Linked DNA regions of Triticum aestivum: region 1 is linked to region 2. The links are chromatin contacts, called in public Hi-C maps. All regions are on one chromosome and are shown on one strand. Each heading gives the region's core, a stretch centred on a gene start, on an enhancer-like site or on the middle of the called end of the contact. The rest is flanking DNA. Distances are from core to core; before and after follow the strand shown. Region 1 holds the start of LOC123044020 (10 kDa chaperonin, mitochondrial). Region 2 holds the start of LOC123044017.

Region 1 (4,848 bases), core at 211-2,710, 180 kb before region 2:
TTAACCACGAGACTTAATTAAATAAGACCCTCCACATATCTCGCTGCACGGCAGCAACAGAACTTGAGTGTAGCATGGTCAGGTCTAAAAAAATTCAACTGACGGACAATGGATAGCACTGTGACCACTTAAATGAGAGTTACTTTGTTAGGAAAATCTGCGTACATTCCGATGGCTGTAAAAGTAGATACAAAGTGAGTCGCCTTGCCTAGTGACAACCAATATGACTGTGACCCTTCATTAGTTTGATCATGTGATACGTGGGCCTTTTGACATCCTCATGCACTAGAATGGAACTGTCTCAGTGGAAGGATTCACAAACAAGACAAGGTAAAAAGTGGCCCTAGAGCCACATGACTGTGTAATGAACATCCGTTTTTTTTTTTGCTACATATGCAGACAACAAGAAGACAATGCCCAAATCACATGTCACGGACATATTTCCATGCTCGAAACATTTAACATTTTACCTAAGCTGTAACTGCACAACCAGAAACAAGCCATCTACAATTGATAGGCTGTTCTTACGGTATTAAACTTGTGATCAGCACCTCATCGAGTAAACAAGTAGAACAAACTGCCGGTGCCTGAATCATACATGCTGCAATTCATTGACCAAATGAAACAACAAGTGGTGGAACTTAACACTGAGTATTATTCAGGGCTATCATGCAAACAGTGCTGGATTGAACAACTTGTAATTGTCGACACAAAAACATCGGTAACTAACTTGAGCAGCACAATGTGCTGCTCAAGTTCAACCAACCATCCCCTCTTCTGCTCTAAACTAAGGAACCTCCACGCTTGTCCCTGCTCCTAGTAGATTTTTACACAGAACGAGCTAGTGGCAAGACCCCCCGTTGCCAATTCACCATCGCAACAGGCTTATCGAACTGCCCCCGCTTAGCTAGCGACGAGTAATTTGCAACATTGGCAAGGAAGAAGCTAAGGGTAGGGGCACTAACTGCAGGCGGAGCTGAGGCAGAGGAGTTGGAGCTCCTGGGAGCCGTAGGTGAAGGTCTTCATCTCGTAGCTGCCCAAATCCAGCAACGAAATCAGCATAGAAGCTTTCAATTCAGCTACTTACATAAGAACAGTAAACCCCGAGTGGGTGGAGAGAGAGAGCAAACCCCTACTTGCGATTCATGAAGAAGGACGGATCCAGGCAGACGAAGTCGTCGTCCTCTTCCTCCTCCCGCTCCCTCACGCCGCCGGCGTCCGCCATCTCTCAGCTCCTCCTCGCCGCCGGCGACTGCAGCAGCAGGGTGGAAATTGGAAAGGGAATGGAGTTCGCTCGCGGCGGCGCTGCCTCGCACGTTGGAACGCCTTGTGGGCTAAAGCCTACGATAACGGGCCTTAACTGGGCCGTAGTAAGCATCGCGCGGCTGTCTCTGGCCCACGGGCAGGAACATTCTAGGGCTGGCAGGGGCAGGACGGTCATTCCACCGCGCCCGCAACCGCGCCTCCCCTCATAAAACCCTAAACCCCACCATCCTTGGAGGCGAAAAGCGAAGAGTGTGGAAGCGTCGCGTTTTCTTGCTTGTTTCCCAAGAAGGAGAAGAGCGGCGTCTGATCTCGTCGGCGGCGATGGCGGCGATTCGGCGTCTGATCCCGTCCTTCAACCGGGTGCTGGTGGAGAAGGTGGTGCAGCCCAAGAAGAGCGCCGGCGGCATCCTCCTCCCGGAGACCTCCAAGCAGGTACGGCGCGCCCTTCTCGCCCTCCCCTTTGCTGATGCCGCTGCCGCTGGTAGATGTTGCTTCTTGCTCATATATGCGTGGATCCCGTCTGGGGACTGCTTAGATCTTGGGCGGGCGATGGTCGTTTAGGTTGCAAATTCGTTATCTGGTGGAATTAATTCGGTTGGGGGTGTTGCAAGGCCGGTCGCCTCAGATTTGCTTTGTGTAGGTAGATTCTAAGCTAGAACGATCTAATTTAGGCAATTGGGATTCGATTAATCAAGTTGACATCCATCTGTGCTGCTTCCACGAAGAATCGTTTTTTTACCAATGTTGTACTTTTTGCAGTTGGCGTGCTACTAGACTGCTAAGTTGTAGTTGTACAATAGTTCTGACCCAGTGCTATTAGTTGTGTATTTTTTCAGAACATTAGTTCGTCAATAGTTCATACGGAGTAGTTATGAACAGGAGGGGTGTCTGTTCCTGGGAAGATTGCTTATTATTCTGATATGGTTACTTGTTAGGCAGAGAGATAGCTGCGTAGTTTGCAAATTGTTTAATTGTGGAATTTGTGCAGATGGGGATGTGGCTAGACTGGCTGATTCAGATTCGCCTTGTGTCCTGCGGATTGTTAGCTAGAATGATTTAGTTTAAACAAATGTAGTTTCATTGGTGAAGATGCCGTCAGTTCTGCTTCCACAAAGAGTTTATTTTTACCACCAATGTTGCTTTCACATTTGTCATGCTACTAGATTGCTAGTTTTACTGTAGTTCTGCCTCAATAGTCCTGTCAGACCACTTAAACTGGTCAGTTCATGTCCAATCACTCCTATTAGTAGTGCAGTTTACTGACGGGTTCTTGACTGATCAATCCTATTAGTGATGAAGTTAACTGACCGGTTCTTGACTGATTACTCTTATTAGTAGTGCACTTAACTAATCCCACATTATCTTCGAGAAAAGGTTCCCTGATTTTTCAGAGTTGTCTTTGATAATTTGACTGTCAAATCAGTTCATGACTTGAGAATGTTCTTGTGAATCCAGCTGAACTCTGGTAAGGTGATAGCTGTTGGCCCTGGCAGCCGTGACAAGGAAGGGAAGCTGATCCCTGTTGCTCTCAAGGAAGGCGACCATGTGCTCCTGCCTGAGTATGGCGGTCTTGAAGTCAAGCTTGCTCCTGAGAAAGAGTACGTTACTTATTTCACCATCGTATTACTTCAGTTGTTGGTGTTGTGATGTTCTTGATGCGTGTGATGCAAAACAAAGCGCAACATCCTAATTCAGCAGCATAGTGCACATTTCCATACTTGTAGAAACAATTGTTTTCATGCCTTGTCAGCATTTGATTATTCCCTCCATGAATGTAGGATAATGAATTCTATTGGGACACAAGTTGTAATATGCGAGTGATTTTTCAAGTGCGAATAGCAGTATATCACTAATTGTATCACCTGATATGGTTCATCATTCAGATGCTGCCACAGCCACTAGGTAGTTGGTACTAAAATCTTTCACATGGTCTGTGTTGCTACATCAAGCCATTTTGCCTTAACTTGGATAGTTATATTGCGTAGTTGGATTAGCAGATGTGTTACTTGGGAAGTGCTAATATCTAACTGTGATTTGAAACTTCTGCTATTACTAAAGATGGTAGCAGCTCTTTATACTAATATGCCACTTTTCACATGCTCTTTGTTGTTAGATGTAACATTCTGTCAAAACTTTTGGGTGACAACAAGCATGTTCTATTTTTACCCACCTGGCAACCTCCAGTTTTATCCGCCTTTTCTAATGCACCTGAAACTTTTCAGGTACCTCCTCTACAGAGACGACGACATTCTGGGCACCCTCCACGAGTGATTCAGATGGTGCGGAAGTCATCAGCTGCTTTAATGCAGTAGGAGAGGATGTTAAGAGTTTCCATGTTATCGGATAAATCTTAAAGTAGAACTGTCTTCTATGGTGTGATGATAGATTTTTACCTCGAACATCATGAACTTGATATGATTGTTGCCAGACTTTCTGTCGTGATGCAATTCAGTAAACTTGCAGCTGAAGTGCTGCCCTTGATTTTCGTCAAATTACTTCCCTGGCTGCTAAGCCTTGCGTTATTTTGATTATTAATGGTGGATGCATTGGTGCCCTGTTTTACTTTATCGTAGACCATGTGTATGTGCAAATCTATAGAATCTGATACGCCCAGCTGGTTGGTTCAGCTTACTCTCTGTTCATGTGTGAAACAGTTGGGATATCCCATATAATTGAAGGTTATGATATTCCTTACAAAAGGAGGAGGGAAATAGCACATAAAAATGTGGTTCAAGCATAAAATGTAAAAAAGTCATAGTTGAAACATAAAATTCGCATAAAATCACATGTGCTGCATAAGATAATTTAGTGCATGAACTTGCTTCTCTAAATCATGCATAGGGTTGCCTTCGCCTCCGCGACATTCACTACGCATAGGAAAAACTTCTGCTCATCCGGTAGCAACTATCCTACCGTTTTATCGAACCCATGAAGTTCAGGACATTCTCCTATTGCTTCTCCAATTCATCCTGGGATAGAGGCACATTTGGTTACACTTGGCCCCCGCGCCGTCTTCCCCAGGGCGACTCAGGCGGCGGCGCATCTCGCAAAGCGTAGCGGCCTTCCCCCGGCTTCCCCCCCCCCCCCCCCCCCCCCCCCCCCCCCCCGCCGCCCAACTGCCTCTGTCGGGCAAAGCCCCGCGTGGATTCGGCGGCGGCAGGGCTGGCGCGCCGGAGCGGCTCGTCTACGAGCAGGGGACTCGTGTGGCGGCGGCGGTGCGTCGCTCCTCCGCGCGCGCTGTTCGTGCTCCGGGCGCGGTGCGGAAGGCGGTGGTGCTCGCGGCGGGCTGGTGCTGCACCCCCGTGCTCCACTTGTGTGGGGCGCGCGTTGGCGCGTCGCCTCCCAGATCTGGCGCGGTGGCCCTGCCTGCGGTCCCTCCATCGGCGTGTGTGGCGAGCGGGCGATCCCTCGGCCGTGGGGGCGGCGTCTTCCTGTGGCGGACTCATCTGCCTCGGCTGTGGGCTGCCCCGCGCGGGCCTGGGTGTGCGGTGCCATCGGCGGCGGATCTGACGGTCTTTGCTCTCTTGTGAGCTGGATCTCGGAATGGGGGTGGGTGGGCGCGCTGGGGTTCTACGCACGAGG
Region 2 (4,675 bases), core at 1,980-4,479:
ATGCCACAGAATTCATCATTAATATACTGGTGTGTTATGGCATGTTAGCAGTGATAACTGAGTCTATTTTTTAGTATTTTCTGCTATTTCTTGTTGGTTGGGAAGCACACCCTCTGTTATTCCTTGTTTGGTTTCAGCCCAGGGCTGCCCCACCAAACATTTGGCAAGCCAAAATTTTGGTCAAGCGCACTCTCTGCTATTTCTTGCCCTGGCTTCCCCAAATCTCGGTTAACCTCTATGACCACGTGTGGAAGTGTGCATAAGCTTGAAACTAGGGAAAAACCAACTAATTTGATATGGTATAAAGGACTGCGTATTCGTAACATAGTTTGGCTGGCAGTTTAGGAAAATACAGGTTTGTGCATGCCACCTTAATTAAACATAGTTTTTTTAGAAGTAAGTAAACTTAGTTTTGATTTTATTGGAAATGAAATTGAATTCTTAAAGTTTGAAAACCTGAATGAACATTATGTTGCTCAAGAACGCAATTCATAACAAATTAGATGAGTTCACTATTAAGTGTATAAGTTGATAGGGCCGAGATGTTCCTCAGTTAGCTGGTTTCTGCAGGCAGCAGTCAGCCCACCCAGCTTTGAATCCCACATGTGGCAAAAATGTGGTCAAAAGTGCAAACAGCCCTATGTGAGAAGTCTTGTTCTAAAAGATTTAAAGATAGAAGAAAATAAGCGAAATTGATAGAGATTTAAGAGTTATTAAGCCTTAGAAGGAACAAAATTCTATGAAGTAGACTAGTGAGAGGAAGAACTGAGACTAAAGACGAAAGCCAACAGCAACAGGGCACAGGCTTAAGACCTAGGACCAATTAGAGATTAGGGATGTGTGGTCACGAATAAATTCCAAAGGTTCGGGGATGCATGCTAGAGATCTAAGGCTATTTAGGGATAGGGATGTGGGTAGGGGTGGGCATATAACCCGAAAACCGAACGACCGGACCGATTTAACCTGAACCGAAGCCGAAGTGACCGAAACCGATTAGTTCGGTACTATGCTCGGTTAGCGATTATGAGAAACCGAATTTAGTTCGGTGATTTCGGTCTGCACAGTCAAGCGACCGAATTGACCGAAGCACCGAGGCCCACCACTAACTGTCTCATGCGTCTTCCATAAATTAGTTCCCATATGTACGCTATGTGTTGCCAGCCAACGAACAAAAAATCAATTGTATTAATGGGATGGCGCGTTAATGTGATGAGTGGAAAATAGTGTCGTGGGCTGGTCCCTTTGATTCTCTCCCTACAAGACGCAAACCATCTTTTTTTAGTGAACCTAGGTACTGTTTGTTGTTGCATGTTGTCTCGCTCACCTCATGTATTTTTTTCTTTGAGCATAACACGTGTTGTTATCTAGCCCAGCCGAGACAAACAAGTATAGCAGTCCGCCATCCCATCCCGCCAGCCCAACCCGCCAGCTGTTCGGTTTGTTCGGTGCAAAACCGAGTACCGAACCGATCGATCGGGGCACCGAAGGCTCGGTTTTGTGTATTGCTAGAGACCGATCGGTCCACGTTTTCTAGGAACCGAGAAAATCAGAACACCGAAGCACCGAACCGTTCGGTCCGGGGGAACCGAACGCCCACCCCTAGATGTGGGGTCATGAATATCCATGTGATTCACATGAACAAAGTGCAAGGCCGCTACAATGATAATGGCAGATGATGTGGTTCCGGAACAGTTATGAGATGTAACTCTGGTAAAAAATTATCAGAGAAACATAATAATGCTGATCCATATACCTTCTGCAGCCTTCTTTTTGGTTCCTTTTATCTCCTGCAAGAAATAGCCCCGTCAGAGTTATTTTCAAGTATAATCAGGCAGCACACAGCTGATCACATTAACCATACCTGAGCTCGTGTTTGCTGTGTGGTGCCTTCGCTTGATGATTCCACTTCATCCTTCTACATTTTGGCAAGAAAAGTTGGCATCAGTTCGTAACCACAAGGTCTTGTAACAGGATAACAAGCACCTACCATGTTTCCTTCGGTTCCTTCTGCAATGAAGCATTGACCATGAATGTTTAGGATTACATGTCAAGTTACTACTGCAATCCTTGTTACCGTTCGACCCACGTCTCTATTTATATACACTTTCTATTTATATACGTGAGCCCGTTTAACCGTCTCTTAACCACAGGGCTATAACTTGACTAACATCAAATATTCATGACAAACACACTATTTGAAAGAGACGCGGCACCTTGACGATGCTGTACTAACATTCTTAACTAATATTAGCCAGATGCTAATATTAGCATGTTTACTTAAATGACAAAGGACAGGAGACATAGTCACCTGGATCACATGCTTTGAGGGGCTAGAAGTAGGAGTAACTGATGGAATCTGGGAAATTCTGAAATACAGACAATAGACCAGACAAAGAGTTGCCATTTATGTCTTGCTAGGACACAAATACATACACACTTTTATCGCACTCACAAACGCTCTCATTGTTAACAAGGACTTTATATTCTTATTTCAATTGAAGTCCTTTAACGGGATATGGATGGATTTTCCTTCTTTTATTTGCTTTACCACAGAAATATCAGTCTGATAATTACTTGTGGATCTGATGTTCGCCTTGTTGATGGAAGATTTACATCTCGTGAGCTCCATGGGTTGCTACAAGACCAACACTTCCAAGATCAGCGTAGTGATACCATAGGCTTCGCGTGATCTAAAGGGTCGCCAGAACCAACCCTAAGGTTACCCAAATCCAGAGCCATATTCCAAGCGCACAGACCTAGGATTAGTCCAATCAACAGCCACCCGCACCAAAATCGCCTACCCCGGCAAAATCGCGATTTCTCTGGCCTCCAATTCAAAACCCGCAAGGGCAAGGGCACCACTGCCGCGCCGCAAACACACAAATTTTTTCCCATGCTCAGGAAACAGGAGAGAATTAGAGGAGGGGGGAGGAGATGGATTACGCAGTAGTCGCGGGATCGGACGACGGGGAAGAGGTCGAGCATGCGCCGGAACTCCTGCTCGTCCATGGCGGCGAGCACGCTGCCGACGCTCGCCGGCGTTGGGCCCCGCCTTCGCCTAGCCGCTCCGACGCCTGTGCGTTTCGGTCGGTCTCGAACTCAGAAGAGACGACGGAGTCCACCCGAGACGACTGCGCCGCGCTTGTGCGTGCTCTCTCAGTCAAGGGCCCAAGACTGTTTTGGCCTTTTTTTTAGCCGCATACAGGGTTTGTGCAGATTAGGGCCTCTCTCGGCCCGAAGCAAATCTCTATCTCTATCTCTGCAAAATTCTCTTGGGACTCTGACTGATGACCCGGACGAACTCAAAGCAATGGTACATGACTTCTATAAATCTCTTTATACCTCTGAGGAAGTTAGCAACATGAAAACGGTTCTCAATTGTGTACCAACTAAGGTCACAGCAGAGATGAACGATCTTCTCGTTGCACCGTACAAGGAGGAAGAAGTCAAGACAGCCCTCTTTCAGGTGTTTCCAACCAAAGCACCCGGCCCCGATGGTTTTCCAGCTCATTTCTATCAACATCATTGGGAGATGTGTGGTGCTGAGGTGACGGAGGTAGTGTTGAGGATTATTCGGGGTGAGGAGAGTGCAGAAAGCATCAATGATATTGTTTTGGTTCTTATCCCAAAGGTAATGAATCCAACTATGCTAACTCAATTCCGGCCTATTAGTTTATGCAATGTGTTATACAAGATTGCGTCCAAGGTGATTGCGAACAGATTGAAGCAGATTCTCCCAAAGATTATTTCAGAAGAATAGTCCGTCTTTGTGCCAGGAAGACATATCACAGATAACATTAATAGTGCTTATGAGTGTCTTCACTTTATGAAGCGCAGCAAAGCCAAGGTTAACAGCTTTTGTGCCCTAAAGCTTGATATGATGAAAGCATATGACAGGCGAGAGTGGGATTACTTGCAGGCGATAATGATCAAATTGGGCTTTGCTCCAGCCTGGGTACAAATCATTATGAACATGGTGTGGTCTGTATCGTTCTCGGTGCTTTTTAATGGTGAGAGACTAGACACTTTTCATCCATCCAGAGGTATTCGGCAGGGAGATCCTATATCCCCATATCTCTTTTTAATCGCAGCAGAGGACCTTTCGTGCCTACTGAAATCCAGTTCTTCGTCGTCTCAGCTAGAAGGGATCAAGGTGGTATCCACGGCGCCCGTCGTGAACCATCTCCTTTTCGCTGATGATAGCCTGCTGATGTTTAAATCGAGTGTTGAAGGGGCTGTTACAGTATCAAACCTGCTAGAGCGCTACTGTTTGGCTTCCGGACAGCGTATAAATCACGAGAAATCTTCTATCTTCTTCCGCGGAGGATGCCCGCAGGGCATGAGAGAAAGCATCAAAACCACTCTGAATGTCCAGAATGAATCCCTCAGCGACAGGTACTTGGGGATGCCCACGGATGTTGGGCATTCCAAGAATGGCACCTTTAGGTACTTGAGAGACCGAGTATGGGAGAAGATCAGAGGTTGGATGGAGAAAATATTGTCAGCTGCGGGGAAGGAAGTGCTTATCAAATCAGTGGCGCAGTCGATTCCGGTGTTCTCTATGTCATGTTTCCGTTTGCCAAGGGGTTTATGTGAGAATGTCACTTCATTGATCAGGCAATTTTGGTGGGGGAGTAAGCAAGGAAAACGCAAGCCAAGCTGGGTTTCCTGGGAC

What was found. Hi-C and Micro-C count contacts between places; a contact is called where the count stands out from the background.
Region 1: a Hi-C map of leaf shows a contact between it and region 2, with 5 times the contacts expected there. The contact joins the promoter of LOC123044020 here to the promoter of LOC123044017 in region 2. A contact is called at or near these places in 3 of 5 Hi-C or Micro-C datasets (leaf and root).

The regions. Positions count from the first base shown.
Region 1 is chr2B:152,410,143-152,414,990 of IWGSC CS RefSeq v2.1, reverse strand. LOC123044020 (10 kDa chaperonin, mitochondrial) reads left to right here and starts at 1,460. Exons shown (of 3, transcript XM_044466637.1): 1 at 1,460-1,698; 2 at 2,722-2,864; 3 at 3,489-3,758. The coding sequence starts at 1,588. The coding sequence ends at 3,537. It overlaps LOC123044019 (protein N-lysine methyltransferase METTL21A), which reads right to left and starts at 1,327. Exons shown (of 8, transcript XM_044466636.1): 1 at 1,137-1,327; 2 at 966-1,033. The coding sequence starts at 1,225.
Region 2 is chr2B:152,234,837-152,239,511 of IWGSC CS RefSeq v2.1, reverse strand. It overlaps LOC123044017, which reads right to left and starts at 3,229. Exons shown (of 6, transcript XM_044466634.1): 1 at 2,944-3,229; 2 at 1,862-1,915; 3 at 1,754-1,787. The coding sequence starts at 3,009.